Regions from separate parts of the Mus musculus genome. Here region 1 is linked to region 2. Evidence: chromatin contacts called from public HiChIP or PLAC-seq data. All regions are on one chromosome and are shown on one strand. Each heading gives the region's core, a stretch centred on a gene start, on an enhancer-like site or on the middle of the called end of the contact. The rest is flanking DNA. Distances are from core to core; before and after follow the strand shown.

Region 1 (3,983 bases), core at 1,164-3,663, 140 kb before region 2:
GCGTCTTCCTGTTTTGTGAAAAGATCTCTTACCAGTTTACAATGCAACTGACCTGTACTTTACTGTGCTTCTCAATGCTCTTCCAGCTTAACTCTATGTTGAAGCATAAACTATCTGGTCAGGGGATAATTTCAAGGTTTTAATAAAAATAATGCTTTGACTTAATATTTATTTATTTATTTATTTATTTATTTATTTATTTATTTATTTAATGCATATGAGTACACTGTAGCTGTCTTCAGACACACCAGAAGAGGGCTTCAGATCCCATTATAGATGGTTGTGAGCCACCAATGTGGTTGCTTGGAATTGAACTCAGGACCTCTGGAAGAGAAGCCAGTGCTCTTAAGCTCTAAGCCATCTCTCCAGCCCTTGACTTAAATTTCTAATCCTATTACCTATCAGAAATTCAGACCAGCATCCAGGAAGATGGCTCAGCAGTTAAGAGCACTAGCGGCTCTTCCAGAGGCTCTGGGTTCACTTCCAGCCCCCACATCACATGGAGGCACACAGATGTCTGACTCCAACTGCTGGGCAATCCCGAAACCTCTTCTGGCCTCTGCAGGCACTGCATGTACACGGGCATTCAAGTAAGAACACTCAGCCCTCTAAAGTAAGAAGAATCAGTATTTACAGGTAGAATCCGTTTCCCGTCTTTGCTCACACAGTAAAGGTGCCGAACACTATTATCCTAGATTCTTATCATTCACTGCTGTGTACCTGGACAATGTCACCATTTTGTAGAGCTACTCATGTGTATTAAGTTATAAACAGAAACAAACTTGCCAATCCCCTGAGCTCCCAGTATGTGTATCCAAGACATGGCCACTTTGTTTCCAACAGCTCATTTTAACCCAGGAATCTGATAATCTTTAACCAGAGCAGGACTAACAGTGGCTTCCCAAGCTGAGCTGATGACTCCCTATCAGGGTGTGAGGCACTGGGGTAAGTTGGAGTCAAGGGAAGGACAGACGGAACTCCTGTCTCTCTGTGCTCACTTGTGAACATTAACCTGGAACATTGGTTCTCAAACTGCAGGTCCCTTTGCGGGGGGTGGGGTGGGGGTTGGGGGTGGGGTGGGGGTTGGTGGTGGTGGTGGTGGTGGGGTGTTCAGATATCAGATATCCTAAATATCAGGTATTTACATTATGATTCATAACAGTAGCAAAATTATAGTTATGAATTAGTAAAGAAAATAATTTTATGGTTGGGGGAGTCACTACAGCATGAAGAACTGCATTAAAGGGCTACAGCATTAGAAAACTTGAGAACCACTGCTGTAAGAATAAGGTCTGTCAGACCCTTCAAGATGTAAAATAACATACAATACACGCCCCACGTAAGGCTCCTGGTACTTCTTGTGTGGCTGTATAGAAGGTACTATGTATCAAGAAGTTGTACTTAGGGGGCTGAAGAGATGGTTCAGCAGTTAAGAGCATGGGCTGCTCTTCCAAAGATCCTGAGTTCAAATCCCAGCAACTACATGGTGGCTCACAACTATCCATAATGAGATCTGATGCCCTCTTCTGGGGTGTCTGAAGACAGCTACAGTGTGTTTACATATAATAAATAAATAAATCTTTAAAAAGAAAAGAAAAGAAGCTGTACTCAGACATAGCTACAATACGAAGTACGTGCTTGCTAGTGGCAGTGTCTACAGCCACCACAGGAAAGAAAGTAGTTTCAGGAGTGCTTCATTGCTTGTAAGGAGACAGTTGTCTGCATCCAGCCACCACAGGGACAACTTCTCCATCTTGTTGGCGGGATCAAACTGAGTTCATGGTCCCAGGTCTACAACCGACTCCCTTGTTCTCTTATCATCTTGAGTTACACATCAAATATCCAGGATGAGGTCTGACTACCAAGGCTCTGAGTCAAAGGCCTTGAAACCAGGTGGCCCAGGAGTGTTGACTTGTTTCCTGTAACTTGCTGGCCCCGAGTCAGGGCAAAACCACAGTGGAGACTCCCTTGCCCAGCCCCGTGTCAAAATATGATTGGACGGTGCTACAGCCCACCCCGTTCCTCCTCAGTTTGTGGTCTCATCCTTAAATGTGCTGTACAACTTCGCTTCACGGATGCAGTTCGGCTCTAGAGTCTGTTCTCTGGCCCGGATGGATCAGTAACAGCGTGATTACAATACATTTTTTTGTCATCTGCACTGACCTGGTCTTTGAGCTCTGTTGGATTTAAGTGGACCCCACAATGGCTTTACACATTCCAGCAAGGAGATGCCTTCAGTGACAAGGGAATACAGTGCATTATGGCAAGAAAAGCTTGGAAGCAGGGGCAGAAGGCTGTCACTGGCGGTAAGGAAGGAGAGAGAAAACAGGAAGTAGGGATCAGGCTACAAAACCTCAAGGCCCGCCCCCATGTTTCCCCCTGTTCAAGCGCAGTCTCTCCTGCAGGCTTCATGACTTTCCCAAACAGCACCGTGAGGTGGGGCCACGTGTTCAAATACAAGCCTATGGGGAAGACATCACATACAAACCACGGGGTGATGTGGTTATCAGTGTAAAAGATTATTAGCTCCTACAGGGGCCCAGGGATCTGCCATGATCTCTTCTTAAAGAGAACGTCATCACCACAAACTTCCTAAGACAACAGATGCTGACGAGGACAGACCGGCCACAGACACTTCCCTGCCTGGACTCTATGCTGAGCCTGATATGACTATAGCCTTTGAACTGGTTCCCGGAGCTGATAAGGTTTATGGTCTGCAAGTGTTCTGTTTCACGGGGACTGTAGGTCAGTAGTGCAGCAAACTTTTCCCAGTGGTTACAAGCATGTTTTCACATTGACATATAATTTTTCAGATATTTATTGTCATGTTGCCAAAGTCACAAGTTACTAAAAGCAGAAACAAACTTTACATCCATTTCTGTCTAGGACAGACCTTCAAAGCATGCCCAGTGAGCAGATAACATTGGGTCATTCCTACCAAAACATCCACTTGAGGGCACACACATTGCAGGAAGGTTAGGGCACAATTGCACGGGAAATACGGTTGGTATTTTCAATTTCTGTATTCATTTAATTCTGACTATTTTTTTTTTTTTGAGTCAAGGTCTCTTGTAGCCCAGGCTGCCCTCATTTCCTCTGAAGAAACTCAGGACCCTTCTACCTCCCATGTGCTGGGATTTCAAAAGCAAGCCTTCCACGGCTCCAGCTTTAGTGGGTTACTTTTAAAAAGAAGTTTATTTATAGATACTGTACTGGTGCACAATCAGAATATTTTTTAAGTTAAAAAGAGTAAAGTTGCCTTTCAAGGGCCTTTTACAATTGGTTCCGTGACTCCACCCTGGAGAAAGCCTGCTGCCCTCTGATGGAGGAGGGAAAAAAGCCTTTACTGGGCTTTGCCTTCTCACACAAAGCACACCACAGAGCTGCAGCACACTGCTGGCAGAGTTGCACACACTTGACAAAGGTGGCCGTGTGTGCAAGTGCCTGGGTTATCACACCCACCGAGTCACACCAGACCTTCTGGAAAGAGGCAAAGAGCTAGCAGCAACCAGACAGCAGCTGGGACAAGCCAGCTGTCATCTGCTTCTGGGTATCTTCCCAGGGAGGAGAAATATTTCCCCACTACTTCCTGTCTGTGAAATCCAAGGTCATGGGATGAAACTAGGCTCAGGTTCAGAGAACTAACAGTGCTGTGTCGCCACAATCATCCTATCCGTCGCTGTCCCATGAAAAGCTGACAGAACCAAAAGGCTTCTTCGAGATGAATCACGTGATGGTGCAGCTGACAACTCCTATTACACCCACTCGCAGCAGGCCAGGCGGCTTCTTTCCTTTAAAATGTTTGTGCTAGCGGGGCGTGGTGGCGCACGCCTTTAATCCTAGCACCCCTGGGAGGCAGAGGCAGGTGGGTTTCTGAGTTCGAGGCCAACCTGGTCTACAAAGTGAGCTCCAGGACAGCCAGGGCTATACAGAGAAACCCTGTCTCGAACCCCCCCCCCCCAACAACAACAACAAAAAAACCC
Region 2 (4,394 bases), core at 436-2,935:
TTCTCTTATCCAGTCTTCCTAGATGCTTTCTTTTCCTTAGGCCACAGCAAGCCATGCTGCATAGGAACCATCACTGACTGGCTTCAAAAATGGCTCTCTCTACCTCTCAATTCTGTATTCCCTTTAATATTATTTAAAGCACACTATTTAGCCCTGTCTTGGTTGTGTGTGCCTTGCATGCCCTTTAAAAAATACCTGCTTTCCCAACATGTTAAGTTTTTTATCATACTCTCGTGTATTTCTGAGTTTTATTGTATGCTTCTATAGTAGCTTAGCTATATATGTACTACACACATCTAAATCAATCGACTTATAAATGCTGAGGGAGCAGGTTTGACCCCTGATCTGTGTTAGAGCTTCCCTAGAAGTTCTGGCTCACAGAATAAGGAATAGGCTAGCAGCTCCATTGACTTGCATGCTTCGTACTCTATTTCTAAGCTCAGTACCAGAGGCGCAGCACGTGCTTGAATAATGTCAACTACTATTATTCATTCAATGACAGGATATATTATATTCTATAGCATATTATGGGCATTATTAAATTACTGTCTGCCTTTAAAAAATTATGGTGGGCTAGGAGTGAAGAAGGTTAGAGAAACGTATTATTAATAATGATGCCCTCTTCTGCATCACTGATGAACATATTTCCATTGGTTGTAAAGAGGACCCTCTACAGCAACTGTTATCTATCCTGTTGAGTGCAGAAGTGTTCCACACCATACCGAAAAGGCTCACTGCATTGATAGAAGCTTTGAGATAATTCTGCTCAAGGCCTTTGGAAAACTGCCAGAGCCTTCTGAGGTCATTGCAGGCCTCTTGTCTTCCTCTGCTATGCACCGAGGCAGGAAATGTTTTCTCCGTCTGAAGGGAGCAGCGTGAGGGGCCTGTGAGGAATGCACACAGGGCAACATGCTATCTGCTCTCTCCAGCTGTTTACCATGATCTTTTTCATTTTTCATGGGGACATCTAGTTCTTTTGGATGCTAACTCCGGTTTTACACATAAGACAAAACAAATACTTCCCGTTGGCCTTCAGAGGGCAACTTCACTGAAGGCTTAGCTTTTATGTCCTTCAGAAGAGGAAGAAACAAGATTTGAAGGAGTACTTCCACTTCTCAGACTATCCCATAATCAGCTGATAACGCTATAAAAACAAAAACAAAAGCAAAACAATTTCAAAAAATGTTATTTTTAAATCTTGAAAACAGTGAAGTCAATCAGCATAACGTTCTCATCTTGCATTGCTTTTTATTTTATGAACACGAGTGGTCTCTGCCCCTAACCAAGGTCATTTGAGAACAATAGTACCTTAGTCATTGACATTTTTGAGGTCCTGTTTTGAAGGGTTTGTTCTGAGCGGCTGTAGTCTGACCTGAGTCACTGTGCTGTGTGCCAGGGAGGCTAAAGACCTGGCCAGTTTCCAGAGGGGCTGCTATTGTAGCAAATCTCCAGGTTAAACATGCAGCTAGCACTGGGCATGCAGGGCTTTTTCTGGGATTTACTCCCTGAACAGAGACAGGTTTTAACCTTTAAACGATCAAGGGCTTAGGTTAAATTTGGGCAGAATTTGTCTGTGACCACCCTGGAGAAAGGAATGAAGATTTAAAGGGAAGGCGGCGATGTAGGCTCAGGTCAAAGTCTCCTTTCCCTAGACATTGTGTGAATCATCTAAGATGCTTGAGTCCTTTGGCGCTTAGGTTTCTTGTGTATTAAATGTAATAACTGTGTTGTTAGGAGGATGAAAAGAACTGAGATATATTATGTGGTCTGCTCTAGATGGCCTATTTCCTTTCTCACCTCCTTTGTTTGAAAATTTATCAATAAATCCTCTAGCTAAACCACAGACAGACTTCCCCCTATCTGAAAGAAATGCATGTCATTGATATTTTTGATACTTTTTTTTTTTTAAGAAATAGCAGCAAGAACTGTACTACACGCTGATCAGAAAATAGTTCTTTTCTGCTATCCTGGTGTTACAGGGAACACTCCTGTAGAGAGACAAGCAGAAAACACATTTGAGGAAGGTAGAGCCAAGAGTTTATAGTTTTGTCATCAGCCAGGCTGGGTGACAGTAGGTTTAGTTACCACAGGCTTATTGAGAGCAATTTTTCATGTTCTAAATCACATTTCTAAGCAATGGTAATTTCTTATTGCTCGGTGTCTGATCTGGTGGGGATCAGATATAGACCTTCCTGGAGGCAGAGTAATTTTTCGTAACTCTTTTTTTTTTTTTTTTTTTTTGAGACAGGGTTTCTCTGTATAGCCCTACCTGTCCTGGAACTCACTTTGTAGACCAGGCTGGCCTCGAACTCAGAAATCCGCCTGCCTCTGCCTCCCGAGTGCTGGGATTAAAGGTGTGAGCTACCATGCCCGGCTCATTTTTCGTAACTCTTGAGTGGTGCACTTTGTAAAACTATGACTGTGCTGTGTAAAACTATGGATGTTAAGATTAAGGGACAAAAACAAATGGAGGTTTGTGGGGAAAGCAAGAGCACAGTGTATGTTGGTTATTTAAACAGGCAGTTCATGGAAGATCTCAAAGTGACCACTTGAAAGCAAGATCAAATATTAGTTATAAAAAAAACCTGTTCCAATGGTAATCAATTATTTTCCTGACTGTTCATAACTATCCTGCAATCTGTTGGAAATGAATTCCCCATGAGTTCTGCATTTTACAAACAGATCTTAACATTTCCAGAACTTACTGATTTGGGATATAAGTGTTTTCTGCACCCACTTGACCGTTTCTCTAAGTGTTAAGACATCTTTGGAAGCCATTCTGTCTGCTTCCAGTTTTCCTCTCACGCCCCAAGAAGGCAGAGCTTCCACAGGTCTCCCTGTACAGGCCATGCTCCTGTTCTGAGACAGGCATGAGTCACAGCTATGACATTTATCCCCTTTCCTTTAAAGTGACTAAAGTATACAAACTCTAGGTCAGACCATTGCAGTTGTGATTGCCACACATGCATAGAACCATGTGGTTTTCTAACTGTAACTTAAAGGCTACATAGGGCAAATTAAGTCTTGGAAGTAGCCATGCTATGCTACCATGAGGGAATGGAACACAGCCTCATGATTGAGGAATACCAAGACGTTACTTTATTGAAAGAGCAATAATGCTATGGGGGATGGAATGGTTCAGAAAAAAGCAGGGACCAGGAAGAAGATACATGGAAACTGTAGAGACTACACAAGAGGTCCCCAAGGGAAGACTCTTGCTGTAGTTAGAGGATAGCAAAGAGTTGAATTCATAAAGGAGATACATAAAAACAATGGTGGAAGTCACTATCATCACCATTTCTGGTTGCAGTTTCTAACTACAACTGATCATATTAAAAAAAAAAAAAAGAAAAGAAAACCTAATCTTAATGCCGCAGTGATTTTAGTTGGAAAAGACAAGACAGAAACTCATTAACTATTGTGACAGGCGCTGTAGGCTTTCTTATAAATCCCATCAATGTGAATCTTCACACAGTGGAAGAGAAGGGTAGCCCACTCTGCAGTGCAAGCATGTATTCCTATGTGAGAGCTGTATCTGTGGCTGATATTCTTGCGCATCTTTTGTGAGCTGCTGTATTTTCTGAAGAACTCTATTCTTTATTCATTGGAAAGCAAAGGCCCTGGGAGCTTTGAGACACAACAATTACCTCAGGCTTGGTGTTGGAGAACTGAGTTCAGAGATCAAGAAAAAAACTTCTTGAAGTGTCAAATCTCTACTAGGCCTTGAGGGAAGGTTCTGGTTTATAAGAGGAATTATTTATACTTGGGAAACAGAAATGGGCAGAGGCAGCAACTTATTCCCCATTCTCAAGTTCTACCAAGGGCCCTGACAGGCCGGATGAGAAACATGGAGCCGTTTGATGAAGGTACAGCTGCTATTAAAGCTTATGTGCTCTTCCTGAATCTAGAAGGAACATTGGGCTGGACCACATTTTAATTGGAAGGTCTTCTAAAGTAGGTCCACGAGGCATGAGAGATCGTTAAAAGAATGATGTAAAAACTAATAAAAAAATGCTTAAAACATTGTCAAGTTGAAAACACTTCATTTTTGTAAACCATTGCATTCCAGATCTTCTAGTTCTGTTTTAGAAGTAATTTATTGAATGTTTTCTGTTTTATTAAGACATTACTAATATTATTTAATATATACATATATTTTATTATTTACTTATTTATCTTTATTAAATCAAAATCAAAGGGACATCAGACACGAGTCAGTATGTGTAGTTTTGAGGGTTTTTTTTTCCCTATTTCCACATTCATAATAGGGAAAGAACTGAAGGCAAATTATAGAAAGAGGAAACAACATCCACTGTTATCTTCATGAGTCAGCATTTATTACCCCTGCCTTAATTAGGGTTTCTATTGCTGTGAATTAATACCACAACCAAAAC

What was found. HiChIP or PLAC-seq counts read pairs in DNA pulled down with a chosen protein or histone mark.
Region 1: a FOXA1 HiChIP or PLAC-seq map of pancreatic cancer cells shows a contact between it and region 2. The contact joins two enhancer-like sites. A contact is called at or near these places in 4 of 484 Hi-C or Micro-C datasets (embryonic fibroblasts, embryonic stem cells, granulosa cells and 1 more) and 2 of 115 datasets of contacts at active chromatin or transcription factors (embryonic stem cells and pancreatic cancer cells).

What each region holds. Positions count from the first base shown.
Region 1 is chr10:24,634,096-24,638,078 of GRCm38.p6, reverse strand. Enpp1 (ectonucleotide pyrophosphatase/phosphodiesterase 1) reads left to right here. Exons shown (of 25, transcript NM_008813.4): 25 at 1-165. Among named protein-coding and RNA genes, the nearest start is that of Gm15270, 40 kb to the right of the region's middle. Within about 2 kb of position 2,413, at least 157 of the 459 cell types and tissues checked have an H3K27ac peak or open chromatin away from gene starts, as enhancers often do. A contact at or near this core is called in granulosa cells and pancreatic cancer cells, where this site is marked.
Region 2 is chr10:24,490,577-24,494,970 of GRCm38.p6, reverse strand. All of the region lies in intron 3 of Gm15270 (predicted gene 15270), which reads left to right. Among named protein-coding and RNA genes, the nearest start is that of Gm40615, 32 kb to the right of the region's middle. Within about 2 kb of position 1,685, at least 82 of the 459 cell types and tissues checked have an H3K27ac peak or open chromatin away from gene starts, as enhancers often do. A contact at or near this core is called in granulosa cells and pancreatic cancer cells, where this site is marked.